Regions from separate parts of the Sus scrofa genome. Here region 2 is linked to region 1. A link is a contact called in public HiChIP or PLAC-seq data. All regions are on one chromosome and are shown on one strand. Each heading gives the region's core, a stretch centred on a gene start, on an enhancer-like site or on the middle of the called end of the contact. The rest is flanking DNA. Distances are from core to core; before and after follow the strand shown. Region 1 has its middle 160 kb from the start of NRIP1. Region 2 overlaps NRIP1 (nuclear receptor-interacting protein 1).

The links. HiChIP or PLAC-seq counts read pairs in DNA pulled down with a chosen protein or histone mark.
Region 2: a contact with region 1 is called in an H3K27ac HiChIP or PLAC-seq map of alveolar macrophages. The contact joins two enhancer-like sites. A contact is called at or near these places in 2 of 47 Hi-C or Micro-C datasets (embryonic fibroblasts and liver) and 1 of 2 datasets of contacts at active chromatin or transcription factors (alveolar macrophages).

Annotation. Positions count from the first base shown.
Region 1 is chr13:179,749,293-179,756,514 of Sscrofa11.1, reverse strand. No RefSeq gene overlaps it. Among named protein-coding and RNA genes, the nearest start is that of NRIP1, 160 kb to the left of the region's middle. Within about 2 kb of position 4,789, at least 4 of the 83 cell types and tissues checked have an H3K27ac peak or open chromatin away from gene starts, as enhancers often do. A contact at or near this core is called in alveolar macrophages, where this site is marked.
Region 2 is chr13:179,823,274-179,830,495 of Sscrofa11.1, reverse strand. It overlaps NRIP1 (nuclear receptor-interacting protein 1), which reads left to right. Exons shown (of 3, transcript XM_021070819.1): 3 at 1-7,222. The coding sequence ends at 3,089. Among named protein-coding and RNA genes, the nearest start is that of NRIP1, 89 kb to the left of the region's middle. Within about 2 kb of position 4,710, at least 1 of the 83 cell types and tissues checked has an H3K27ac peak or open chromatin away from gene starts, as enhancers often do. A contact at or near this core is called in alveolar macrophages, where this site is marked.

The sequences.
Region 1 (7,222 bases), core at 3,540-6,039:
TGAATGAAGTTGTGTACATTACAGAACAGAAGAACTTAATAACACCAGTGGGACTAGTAAAGGTATTCAGGGAAGAACTAGCCTTAGTTAGTTCTTAAAGTTTAAATATGAATTACCTGGAGGACTAAGTGGAAAAATATTCCTAAAAGCAGATGCATAGGGAGATATGGGAATGGTTTGCATGGCACACTCAGGGAACAGCAAGTACTTTTGCATAACTCAAGCACACACAATATTAATCAGGAAAAAGAAAAAAAAATGAAACCATTTCATAGAGAGGCTGGTGTAATGTACTGGCTGCCCAAAATGTTTGATTTTATCCTGAGCATAATAGAAGATTGCTAAATCAGTTTAGATGGGAGAATAACTTACTCTTCAAGAGAATTATGAAAATAATTTATCCTTAAATTGACAGTCCATTTGTGACTCTCAATGCCTTTGGTGGTTTCTGGATGCATTTAATAGCATCTTCCTGAACAATGGACTTTATTCTTAAGTTCTCATTGTCACAGGAATCCCCCAGGAGCATTTTAATACCCTAATGACCCTATATTACCTCAGTCCATTAATTCAAAATTTCTAAAGCTGAGACCCAGACGTCAAGGATACCTCAAATTTTCCAGATGATACTGAAACGCAGTCAAAGTTGAAATCTGCTATACTTGTGGTCTCCAGAAAGCTGGAAGGACTGTGTGAGTTCAGTCTTTCATAGTCGTTGTTGAGTTTCAGCTCATCTTTGCCATCCATTAAGGTATACATTGAATCCTGCTCCTGTCAAGTTTCATTCTGTATTTTTAAAAAAGGATCTCCCAAGGAATTCCATAAGAGTTCTCTCTCTCAATTTGATTGGAATTGATTGTTGGAGGCAGCAAAATTAACTACACATTACAATATAGTGAGATAGTTACTCCGATGTCACTCCTTGCCCAGATTGCTGTGGAAGGGACACTTGCACTTAGAGAAGGAGAGGGAGATGAGGTGTGAAGGAAGAGCATATTGAGGCAGAATACAGGGTCCCAGGGATCAGGACAGGTGTGTTGTTTCAGAGAGAGGGATTGGAATGTGTTAGGCAAGGGGGCTTGAAAAAACCTGGCAGAGACCCAGGATTCTCGTGGCACTTTGTTCATACCACTTGTCATGCATGCCTCACAGGGTTGTGTATGGTTGATTTTATGTGGATCTAATTTGATTTCTATCATATGAGAACATTGAGGGTAGGTCTGCCCAGAACACGATATGGGCTGGCCATATAATAGGCTCTTATGAAATGAAGTGGTTTTCAAGAAAGGAAAAAAAAAAAATACAGAATTCAGTCAGACAGAAGGTTGAAAACAACTAGCTCAAATATAATGTGGTGACTTAAAAATAAAAAAAGAAACATAAATATTCATGGGAATATATTCACAAGATGAATTGAAACCAGAAGTCATTCTCATGAATATAACAGCTTAAGTGTCTGAGCAGTGTCCAGATGCCATTCACCTCCTGATGTAATACCTGATTTTCCCTGGAGACTCTTCTAAATGCAGTGACTTCCTTTTGGTCAACATCCTAATCAATATGATCACGTCTCTCAGATTGCATCCTTGACTTTGAAGTCACACTTTGACTCACAAGGAATTTCCACCCTTCTTTACAGCTGTTGAGAGGGGAGTCCTAAGAAGAGGAAGTAGCCCCATGTGTTCTCCCCGCTTCCTTCCTGGCTTGTCATTCCTGGGTCTGGGTCATCCAGCTGCATCCAGGAGTCCCAGAGGATGTTGTGAAAATTACTTCAAGTGTAAATGGGTCTAGGTCACAATTTCTTCAGAGCTGTATCTTCTAGTTTTAGTTTGTGTTAAAATTAATCAGAAAGTCGAAGAACTTAACTGACATCAGTGAAAAGTCTTTATTATGCATGTGTTCATTGTAAACCTTTATTTCAAGGTTCTCACTATTTTCTCTACTTTTCTCATTAAGCTGTCCAAAAATTATTAAGGTAGAAAAATATTTGGATAAATTATGACACAGGTGATTTCTTAAAAGATTTTTGGAGCAAATGTTCATTCACAGAATGGACTTTTTATTTATTATTTTTTTTAAGGAAAAGCATTCTCAAAGAGTATACATTGAAAAAAAGTAGACACATATATTATTTACTTTATTAGAAAAGGACACTTTGGGGGTACATACCATAACAGTCTAATGGTGATTCAGGGAGTTTTTCTAAGCAAATTGATTGGATTAGGTTAGTATTTAGTTGGCTCTTCCATACTTCTTAAATTTGCCATTTTTATTTTAAGAAAGCTAGTCTTATCCTTATTAAATGTAGCCGTCCCTTGGCATCTATGGGGCTTTCAGGAATTTTTTTTTCTGAATATTTTTGATCTATGGTTGGTTGAATCTGAAGATGTGGAACCTGCAGAGATGGAGGGTCAACTGTACATATTTAGGGCTCTACCACTGTTCTCATGGCTCCATTTTTGAACTTTAACATTTGAAGTTTTCAAATATAGTCCATTCCTTATTCCCAGGAGGTTCATTGTGTTCATTCATCCATTTCTCTATTTTCTCCACATCCCTCTTCATTTTCAGCAAACCTCTTAATTCCACAGTCCTTTAAATCTTTCTGATTTAAACCACACTTGAACTGTTTTTGAGCAAAACAAACAAATGTAAATCATGTAGAATTCATTGTAAAAATTGCCTTAAGATGAGACTGTAAACACAATTATTTAAAAAATATCTTAGATCTAACTTTTCCAGATAAGCCAATCTCAGGGCAGAGATAGGTTAGGAAAAAGCTTTACCGACTGCTCTTTCTCTGAGATTCAAAAAAATAAGTTCTGATGTTCAATTCCAAGTCAAGTGATAAAGATCAAAGACATTTTATTACAATATTTTTATTTTTATTGAACAGATTCACTTTGGATCTTAGCTTGCATTTGGAATGTTTACCTTTTAATAAGTGATCTGTTTAAATGTGGATCAGAGAACAAGGGTTTCTGTTTTACAGTTCAACTTTTGACCTTGGGGGATGAATGGGTGGAGGCTCAGAGGAAAAGTCCACTGTGTTTTTACTGAACTTTTTACCCTTAAAAAAAAAATGAGCAAGTTTAAAGTTCACACAGTGCACAAGAGGTCTCCACTGGGGATTTCTGGTATTATTAACTTCCTGACCTCAGATAATTAAAAAGAAAGAGCAGAGCCACCTCAGACTATGACTCAACTTTGAACTTTTAACCTCCCAAGTAAAGTATTTAAATTGTAAATGGTAGACTCTGGAAGCTTTCTTATTGCTATTAACTTCTTTCATCCTTGGTCATGAAGTTATAATTTAGGCCAAAAGCAGAGCCCGATCTTTCCTTTTTATTTACTTAACCTCTTTTAGCAGAAAGGACTGAGAACACCATTTACCTAGAAATGACAGGTATTCTGGTGAAAGGAGTTAAGCTTAAAGGGTCATTGAATTTTGGAACTAGAAGTAACTATATGATCTGTCCAGGCTCCTCAGCTGTGAAAGGGAGTACCGAGAACCAGGGAGGTGAGTGACTTCCTTGAGGTTAGACACTTAACAGGAGAACAAAAGAGCATCCCTGATTCTTTCGCTGTGTTTGCTTCTGTAGTAGAGGGATGCAGCATAGAGGTCTAGAGGATCCGTAGCTTTTATTTTTATGTTAAAATTCATAAAATAGGGAATTCAGAAGCCTAGGTCCTAAGTGACCCCTTCACTCTGATGGTTGGTATAACCTCAGGAACACATTTAACTTTTCCAAGTCGTGATTTGCTTGGTTGTCAAATGGAATGTAGTTGGGGGGAGGTAATAATCATTCAAGATCTTTTGTGTTATGACAGTTTTTGGTTCAGCAGTCTTCTTGCCTTAAGAATTCTTGCTATGATTCATACACAAACACTGTATAGATACACCATTCTTAGCAACAGCTGGGTTTTCTTAACATGGAGGATAGAGCTAGATTTGAGGGTAATTGGTTACATGACACTGGCTTGACCGTGATGATGAGACTCTCCTTACTTTAAGACAAAAATCCCAAAGGAAGAGGAGGAAATCATGTAGAGAGATGTGAAGAACAGAGGGGAGAAGAACAAAAGAACTAGGACAAAGAAAGGAGGGATGACCAGGAGAACAGGCTTTGGAAAGGAGGGTGGCAAAGAGATGGTAGCCCTGTCAGGTGGATGAGGACCCCGCCAGTGCTTGTGATGCTGAGAAAGCCGATGCATGCATTGTGAATCTGCGGGAGCCACATGCTCTTAACACTGAAGCTGAGATAGGCAACTCTCCCTGGCACTGGTGCAACACGCAGCGTGTGGAAGAGTCAGTCATCCTGGTCCGCTCTTCCCTCCTGCGATTCGCTAACACCTTTATTGCCTCCAGTTAGTTACTCACACCACTCTCATTCCCATCTGTCAAGGAGAGTTCCCTTCCAACATTCTGTCCTTCTTTTCTTGTACAAAAGAGATCCTCCCAGCAGCGTGGTGACAAAGGACCGAGCTGATACTGAACTCTGAGATAAAGCAAGTTTGGACTGGGGTGAGCAATGATGGTCTCATTTCCTGGACCCAAGAAACAAGAGAGATGTGACTGGAGGCTTTGGCCCAAACCTTCATGCAGAGGCAGCAGGAGGGGAGGGGAGATGCAATGGCGGTCTGGCTGGAGGCCTGTCTGTTCGGCCTGGTAGTAGTGGGTCTGGGGTCACTGCCTGGTCAAAGTGGCTATAGATGTAATTGACTGCTGTCACATCACAGATGTTTACTCACCCATCGCCTCAGCCATTCTCAGCTGCTTTACACTAATTTACTTCTGCTTTACAACATTTTCTAGTCCTTCTCCCTTCTCCGAGGGCCAGGAAAGGCAAGTGAGTACTATTTGAGCAAGGGATTGCACTAATGTGAATATGTCTGAACAGGTGATTGGAGTTGCTGACCAGTGAGCTGCAAATAACTATTTATTGGGGTTTTTGGTGGGCAAAAGTACCCAGTGGTTTTTCTGTGCTCAGTAAGCCCTGTTCCTTCACTAAATTCCTCCCACGTTTTCTAGTCTTGAATACATTCCTTCCTGTGTAGATTGTCCAGTGAGCGGTGATGTTAACCTCAAGATCTCCTGAGAAAGGAGGTCACAGGTCACCCAGGAAAGCAGGACTGTCACCATGAGACAAGCCATATTGCCTCCCCGACACTTTAATCGACATCTAGAAAGGAAAGACATAAAGGACTGGGTTTTGTCTGCCAGCTACTACCTACAATGGAAAACTACACAATGCAAATAAGAAATATTGCTCTTGAGAAATGTAAAAAAGAAGTTTATGCCATTACTCTCAGTGATGGGCTACAGCAAATTACAGGTAGCTCAGTTCAGGGCAATGATGATAATTCTTCCTTAAAAAAATTTACTTCATTGTCCTTTTTTTTTTTTTTTTCCTGTTTTAAAGCATCTGTACCTTAAGGCAATAGAAAAACAGAGAGTTAAGCAGTGCTGAGAACCAGTGCCAAATGAGTCAGTATGTGAATTATCTGCAGTGAGGACGCTCCTAAAGTCAGGCCCAAGAATCCTCCCTGCAGGTAGGAGAGTCTAGCCAAGTCCCACACCAAATTTCTGAGTTGTCCCAGCCACACCCAAGGTCAGAGGGAGGAGAGTGGGCACTTTGCTGATTCTAACCACACCCCACAACCTCAACTCAGCTAACAAAACAAGAGCTTGATTCAGGAGGCAGCTGAAGGCTGATGGACTCTCTCTGGGTGTCTGTTGTCCATGGCAACAGTACCTCTTTTGCACAGTAGGACCTCATTGTTTATCCATTCTAGAGGTAACAGCACAGGGAACTATATCCAATGTCTTGGGATAGAACATGATGGAAGATAGTATGAGAAAAAGAATGTATATATATGTATGACTGGGTCACCATGCTGTATAGCAGAAATTGGCACAACACTGTAAATCAGTCATACTTTAATATAACAATTACTCTTTTGGCATAATTGAGTTGTCTGAAAAACTTTAAAAAAAGTGGAAAATCACACCAGCAGAAAAATCCCTATTCCCTGTTTTCTTCCTTTATGTATTTCGATAAAATATATCTTCATATGTCTGATATTTGTCCTTTGGTTTGATGCACCCAGATGGCAAGAATAGGTCATCTTTGGTGATTACCTTTAGTAGGGTAACCAGGCAAGTGCCAGGAGCTCCAGAGCCCTTAATGGAAATTTGGCAGACAAGTCAGCAATCATTATGAGGCAGGTATGATGGAGGGGGAGGCTGGGAGTGCAAGGAGCTGAAATCTCCCCCCTTTTTTTCCCCAGCAGTTCTGAAAGTGGATGAGGATCTAAATTAGGTGTTATTTTAGATTACAACTTGTCACACCTAATGGAAGTGACACCATCAAGCAGCCAGAAGCCAGGTGGAAATTTGTTGGTATCTCGGGATGGCAATTGTTGGCTCATTTAGTCATTTTATCGGTCATGCAAATAACATGTATCATGCCCATCAGAAAGATATGTCAGTCCCTGGACACAGGAATCTTTGGTGATCCCTGTTATATAAAAGTGCAGGTTTGGAATTATCACTGCTAAATGCCTATTTATCCAGGACTGCTAGGCAGAGGCCATTTCTCCCAGAGAAGCTCTGACATTTTATGGAGTGTTGACAACCAGATTTGATTCTCCTTGTGGAGGGCTAGAGACTGGTCCACTTTACTCCTAAGAAGAAAATTAAGAAGTTCCCCTATGAACATAGGAATGGGCTCCCTTTTACCTCCCTGGAATTCTGTTGAGTTGAGGGAGGTAGAGTTGAGCTAAAATTTTACTAATTTATGTAAACACTGAATACTTACCAAAGGCAAGGTATCAGGCCTTGTATGGATAAAAGATAAATTAAACATGGGCAGTCCTTGACCAAAAGGGAGAAAAACCTTTTCATATGTGATTGCAGTATAAGAGTAAATCTGAGTCTATGGTAGATTGTTTGTAAGAATCCCAAAGAGAAAAGTTATTTCTTGAGCATAAAAAGATAGAGATAAACATATATTTAAGATAATAATAATATAGACAAATAATATAGGCACTGCTTTATAAATGCGAGAAAGCCGTTGAGACAAGACTGTTAACAACTGAGCAAGCAAGATGGTTAAGCTAATGTTGTAAGTAATAATTCCTCAGGCTCTTGAAAATGGTAGTGTTTGAAGTTGTTTTTTTTTTTTTGTTTTTTTTTTTAAATTAAAGATTCCAGGAAACC
Region 2 (7,222 bases), core at 3,461-5,960, 74 kb before region 1:
AGGATAGCACATTACTGGCCTCTTTGCTTCAGTCATTCAGCTCTAGGCTGCAGACTGTTGCTCTGTCACAACAAATTAGGCAGAGCCTCAAGGAGCAAGGGTATGCCCTCAGTCATGATTCTTTAAAAGTGGAGAAAGATTTAAGGTGCTACGGTGTTGCGTCAAGTCACTTAAAAACATTGTTGAAGAAAAGTAAAGCTAAAGATCAAAAGCCTGATACAAATCTCCCTGACGTAACTAAAAACCTCATCAGAGAGAGGTTCGTAGAGTCACCTCATCATGTTGGACAAAGTGGAACAAAGGTCCTGAGTGAACCTTTGTCATGCGCTGCAAGATTACAAGCTGTTGCAAGCATGGTGGAAAAAAGGGCTAGTCCTGCCACTTCACCCAAACCCAGTGTTGCTTGTAGCCAATTAGCATTACTCCTTTCAAGCGAAGCCCATTTACAGCAGTATTCTCGAGAACATGCTTTAAAAACACAAAATGCAAATCAGGCAGCGAGTGAAAGACTTGCTGCTATGGCCAGATTACAGGAAAATGGCCAGAAGGATGTGGGCAGTTTCCAGGTCTCCAAAGGAGTGTCAGGCCATCTTAATGGCCAGGCAAGAACATCATCAAACAAATTAATGGCTAGCAAAAGTACAACATTTCAAAGTCCAATGGGTCTCGTTCCTTCTTCCCCCAAAAATGCAGGCTATAAGAATTCACTGGAAAGAAACAATATCAAACAAGCTGCTAATAATAGTTTGCTTTTACATCTTCTTAAAAGCCAGACCATACCTAAGCCAATGAACGGACACAGTCACAGTGAGAGAGGAAGCATTTTTGAGGAGAGCAGTACACCTACAACTATTGATGACTACTCAGATAACAATCCCAGTTTTACAGATGATAGCAGTGGTGATGAAAGCTCTTATTCCAACTGTGTGCCCATAGACTTGTCTTGCAAGCACCGAACCGAAAAGCCAGAACCTGACCAGCCTGTTTCTCTAGATAACTTAACTCAGTCCTTACTAAACACTTGGGATCCCAAAGTCCCCGAAGTAGATAACAAAGAAGATCAAGATACCTCAAAGAATTCTAGGCTAAATTCACACCAGAAAGTGACCCTTCTTCAGCTGCTCCTCGGCCATAAGAATGAAGAAAATGTAGAAAGAAACAACAGCCCTCAGGAAGTCCACAGTGATGTGACAAAGTTCAGCACACAGAACTATGCTCGGACCTCTGTCATTGAAAGCCCGGGTACCAACAGGACGACGCCAGTGAGCACTCCACCCCTACTTGCATCGGCCAAAGCCGAGTCTCCCATCAACCTTTCCCAGCATTCTTTGGTCATTAGATGGAATTCCCCACCGTATGCCTGTGGCCCTCCGTCTGAAAAGCCAACAAATGCCACCTCCAACCGCTTGATGGACCTTACAAAGAGCAAAGACTTGCAAGGAGAGAAACCAGTCCAAAACGAAGGTGCACAAAACTCTGCCACGTTCAGTGCCAGCAAGCTGTTAAAAAATTTAGCGCAGTGTGGCATGCAGTCTTCCATGTCAGGGGAAGAGCAGAGACCCAGTAAACAGCTGCTAAGCGTCAACACGGATAAACCTACAGGTGTGATGGAGAGACTCGGTAGCCCTCTGCTCGCAAATAAAACAAACCCAGCTGAAGAAAATAAAGCATTCGGCAGCCACTCAGCCGGCCCTGAGCCCGGACTTTCTGGTTCCGAAATAGAAAATCTGCTTGAAAGGCGCACTGTCCTCCAGTTGCTGCTGGGAAACTCCAACAAAGGGAAGATGGAGAAGAAAGAGAAGATTCCCTTAAGGGAGGGAAGTACTCAGGAACATACAGACCGAGCTTTAAGTGAACAAATATTGATGGTGAAAATAAAATCTGAGCCTTGCGACGACTTCCACGCGCACACCCCGGATGTGCACTCGAGCCCCGATGCTCAGGGCGCCCCATTCTTAGGGATGGCTCCTCCCGTGCAGAGAGGCGCAGCTGCCTTACCAGCTCCCGAGGACTTGAAATCGGAGCCCGCTTCACCTCAGGATTTTTCTTTCTCAAAGAACGGTCTGCTAAGTCGCTTGCTGAGACAAAATCAAGAGAGCTACCCGGCTGATGACCTGGACGGCAGTCACAGAAACAGTGAACTGACACTTTTGGAATCAAAGAATCTTTGCATGGTCCCTAAGAAAAGGAAGCTTTATACTGAGCCGTTAGAAAATCCATTTAAAAAGATGAAAAATAACATAGTCGATGCTGCAGGCAGTCACAGTGCTCCGGAGGTGCTGTATGGGTCCTTGCTTAACCAGCAAGAGCTGAAGCTTAGCAGAAATGAGCTTGACTTGAAATACCCTGGCAGTCATAGTTCACCCAGCGAAAGTGAACACAGGAGTTGGGCCAGAGAGAGCAAAAGCTTCAACGTTTTGAAACAGCTGCTTCTCTCAGAAAACTGTGTGAGAGATTTGTCCCAGCATCGGAGTAACTCTGTCGGTGACAGTAAAAAGAAAGGATGCAAAAACAGTGTGACCAACAGCAAGCCTGAATTCAGCATTTCTTCTTTAAATGGACTGATGTACAGTGCCGCTCAGCCCAGCAGTTGCATGGACAGCAGGACATTTCCATACCCAGGAGGAGTCAAAACTCCCCTGAGTCCTCCTTTCCCTGAGCACTTGGGCTGCACAGGGTCCAGACCAGAATCTGGGCTTGTGAACGGGTGTTCCATGCCCAGTGAGAAGAGACCCATTAAGTGGGTTATCACAGACGCGGAAAAGAATGAGTATGAAAAAGACTCTCCAAGACTGACCAAAACTAACCCAATACTGTATTACATGCTCCAGAAAGGAGGCAATTCTGTTACCAGTCGAGAAACACAAGACAAGGACGTTTGGAGGGAGCCTTCCTCTGCTGAAAACATCTCACAGGTTACAATCAAAGAAGAGTTACTCCCTGCTGCAGAAACTAAAGCTTCTTTCTTTAATTTAAGAAGCCCTTATAATAGCCATATGGGAAATAATGCCTCTCGCCCACACAGCGCAAATGGAGAAGTTTATGGACTTCTGGGAAACATGCTAACAATAAAAAAGGAATCAGAATAAAATGTACCTGCCGTCCATCTTTGGATCTTTTTAAAAACTAAATGAGTTTGAACTTGAGATCTGTATAAATAAGCGCATGATTTGAGAAAAGCATGGTATAATTGAAACTTTCTCATTTTGAAAAGTCTTGGTTCCTGGTGATGTTTAAATATGCATACTACTTTTTGCTTTACGTTAGATGTCATGAGGAAGCTGCTGAACTAGCCAGTGGTTGTTTAACACTTTGTATGCATCAGACAACAACTGTGAGTAGCCTATGAATGATATCCTTTTTTTAATCACAGATAACAGGCATACATTAAAATGTAAATCTTCATCCACAGTGGATTAATGCATTGCTGCCTTTATTAGGGTATTTTATTTTGCTTTTCAGAAGTCAGCCTACACAACACATTTTTTTTTAAGGCCAATTTATTAAATAATAACTCTTTAAAGATAATTGTTGAACCTAGTTCAATTAAAAAACCTAGTTCGGATTTATTTCTCAATTCAGTTCAAACATAAATTAGGAAAAATATGCTTACATTTTTCACTTTTGCTAAAGAAAAAATTATTTTTAACTCTTGGAAGGGGTTTTATGATTCCCTAATGTGTCTGCTCCACCCCAGTCCTTTTCAATACACTATATTTCTTTAAACCTTGTACTACTTAGTAAAAAATTGATTACAATTGATGGAAGTTTGATAGATCTTAAAAAAAGGCAGATTTCCATTTTTGTATTTTAACTACTTTACTAAATTAATATTCCTCCTTTTGCAGAATTAGGAGAGTTAGCATTTATCTTCAGGTGGTTTCCTGAATAGTAGAAATAAGTTGTTTTTAACAGAAGCAAAATGGCTTTTCTTTGGACAGTTTTCACCATCTCTTATAAAAGCTACTTCTCACCATTTCTGTGGTACCTGTGAGTCTTGTGACCAGGGTTTCTTAATAAAGCTGGACTCAGACTACCTGCGTTAGAATCATCTGGAGCACTAGTTTTAAAATGCAGATTCCTAGGCAGCATCTCAGATCTACACAGAACAAGAATCTCTGCTAAGTGGACCTGGGAATCTTCCTTCTGCATCTTAACACACTCCCTAGGTGTTTCTTCTGCACTCTGAAATTTGAAAACCATTGCCTGACTTTTCTCAGAACACAGGATTGTAAACAAACTATTTGATGCCTATATTTTCCCCAGTATAGTCACACATCAACTCAAAATTTGCAATATTGTACTTCGTATATTACTGTTATGTCTTTGGAAATCGGGTTCAGAATACTTTTTATGACAAAAAAAAAAATTGGGTGAAGGGGACAACTTTCATACCTGGCTCAACATCTCAGGAAAATCTGTGATTATTTATGTGTTCTAATGAGTAACATCTACTTAATTAGCCTTAGGGATGGACTAACAGGGCCACTTACCAAACTCAGGTGATTCCAGGATGGTTTGGAAACTCCTCCCGAATACATCCTTAACTTCTATTAAAATCCTTGTCCTCAGAACAGTGCTGACAAAGATGAAAACATTTATTTCAAACCCAAGAAAGACACTAAACTCAACTAAACAAACAAATACAGAGGGCACATATACATGACAGAATTATACACAGTCACTCCATCGGATCTGTGATTTTGAAATAGTGATTAAAAATAACCATTGGTTTTTCTTGGAAAAACTTAATATGCTATTGAGCCACATGATGTTTTTATGTTGAAACAAGATCAAGTTTTTCAGTTCAGTTTTTACAATCCACAGTTCATTCACCAGATGTTTTTGGTTTTAACTGTAAACCAGGTTAGCAACTGACCTATCAAAAAATTGTTGTATAATCAACTATTAATTAGAAGGAAATCTATTTGAAATTGTTCTACTTGAAGTTGTTTCTAAGATTTTTATATTGAAAATGGGTGTTATTTCCTAATATGATCTAAAACCCGGAATCATTATTTTTTCTCAAAATGATTTGTAAATAGTGACTGGACATATTATAAAATAATAGGAGTGAATATCATGCTACATCCTGAAGAGATGAAGGCATATGCTGATTTTGAAATGAAAATTCCACTGGCCAGTGAAGAAATTCACCTCCCTCTCATCTTTACTCTGTGACAATCTTACTGTCTACACTAAATAAAGAAGCTTTTAAACAAGGCATTTTTTTTTTTTTTCTGCCATTGTGAAAGGTCTGGAGTCTTAGGAATATCCTAGGTTAAAAGTAGTGATATCTCCCCCTCAGTTAGGGGATTATGGGCCTTTACATGGAAGTGAACTTTAGGTCAGGAAAAAGAACATTAAGGGCCAGCATTACTATCTTTTTGTTTCTTTGGTCAGTTGGTTGTTTTTGTTGTTATTGTTGTCCACTGTTAAAGAAATGAAGCTATGCCATACGTAAATAAACATGACCACAAAGACAGCTGTTCTGACTTACTAGAGAGTGTCCCCAATTTGGATTTAGTACAGTTTTAAAGAAGAGCGGTGAGAAAGGGCATACATCCATAAATTCACTTCATTTATGCGTATGTAGATACAAGGATGCACATATACACATTTTCAAGACTATTTTAGATATCTAGACAATTTCTTCCTAAGAAAGTCATTTGTGAAAGGGTACTACAGCTCTCATTGACATCAGTAAGGTAGCATTACCTGTTTATTCTCTGCTGCATCTTACAGAGGAGTAAACTGGTGAGAGTATATATTTTATATATATATATATAATATGTATATATATATATATATTGACTTGTTACATGAAGATGTTAAAATTGGTTTTTAAAGGTGATGTAAATAGTGATTTCCTTAATGAAAAAAAACACATATTTTGTATTGTTCTAATACAACAGAAAAGCCTTTTAATCTCTTTGGTTTGTGTATATTCCATGTATAAGTGTAAATATAATCGGACAGGTTTAAAAATTGTGCATGTATGTATACAGTTGCAAGTCTGGACAAATGTATAGAATAAACCTTTTATTTAAGTTGTGATTACCTGCTGCATGAAAAGTGCATGGGGGACCCTGTGCATCTGTGCATTTGGCAAAATGTCTTAAGTCAGATCAGATGTTCATCCCAACACAACAGTATTCCATTTCTGGACATGACTTCTGTGGTTTAAGCTTTGTGAAAGAATGTGCTTTGAATTCAAGGGTCTTAAAACTTTTTAAATCAAGTCAACCACTTTTCAACATAAAGGGTTCACACAACTACTTTCATGAATTTTTTACTCCCATTGGAAACATAATAATATACCAGGAGTATTCCAGTATCCTGGAATAGAGGCGCATTACCATTCATGGTATGAATTCTGGGGTTTACACAACCAATTTTGATGCGATCTGCTCAGTAATATAATTTGTCATTTTTATTAGAAATTTAATTTCTTCATGTGATGTCATGAAACTGTACATACTGCAGTGTGAATTTTTTGTTTTGTTTTTTAATCTTTTAGTGTTTACTTCCTGCAGTGAATTTGAATAAATGAGGAAAAAAAATGCATCATCTCTGGTTTGAAATGACTGTTATTTTGTGGGCCTCCTGTTTTCAGGTTTTCATAAACATAAAAGCCTCTGGTCATGCAAATAACAAGTCTTCAAGAGTGCCTTGCCCTTCTCAAAAAGATGAAAAAAGAAGGTGGCTAGTGCGTTAGTGTTTCATGGAGCAGGGCAACTGACACATGGCTCAAAGACAGCCTGTCCTATGTAGCCCTGATTCTGTTGCTTGGTGTGTAACATGGATTTTTACACATGGATACATGATGCTGTGGTCCTCATGGGTTTTTTTTTTTTTTCTTTTTTAAAAATTTTGTTGAAGTATAGTTGATCTGCAATGTTGTGTTGGTTTCTGTTGTACAACAAAGTAATTCACTTATAAATAAGCACGTATCCATTCTTTTTCAGATGTAGGTTATTATTGAATATTAAGTACAGTTTCCTATGCTGTACACCAGTCCCTGTTGGCCATCCCTCCATTCAATAGGCAATACTGTGCATGTGCCAATCCCAAACTCCCAATCCATTCCTCTCGCCCCAGCCTTTCCCTTTGGTAACTATAAGGTTGTCTTTAAAAAAGTCTGTGAGTCTGTTTCTGTTTTGTAAATAAGTTTATTTGTATCTTTTTTTTTTTTTTTTTTTAGATTCCACATACAAGTGAT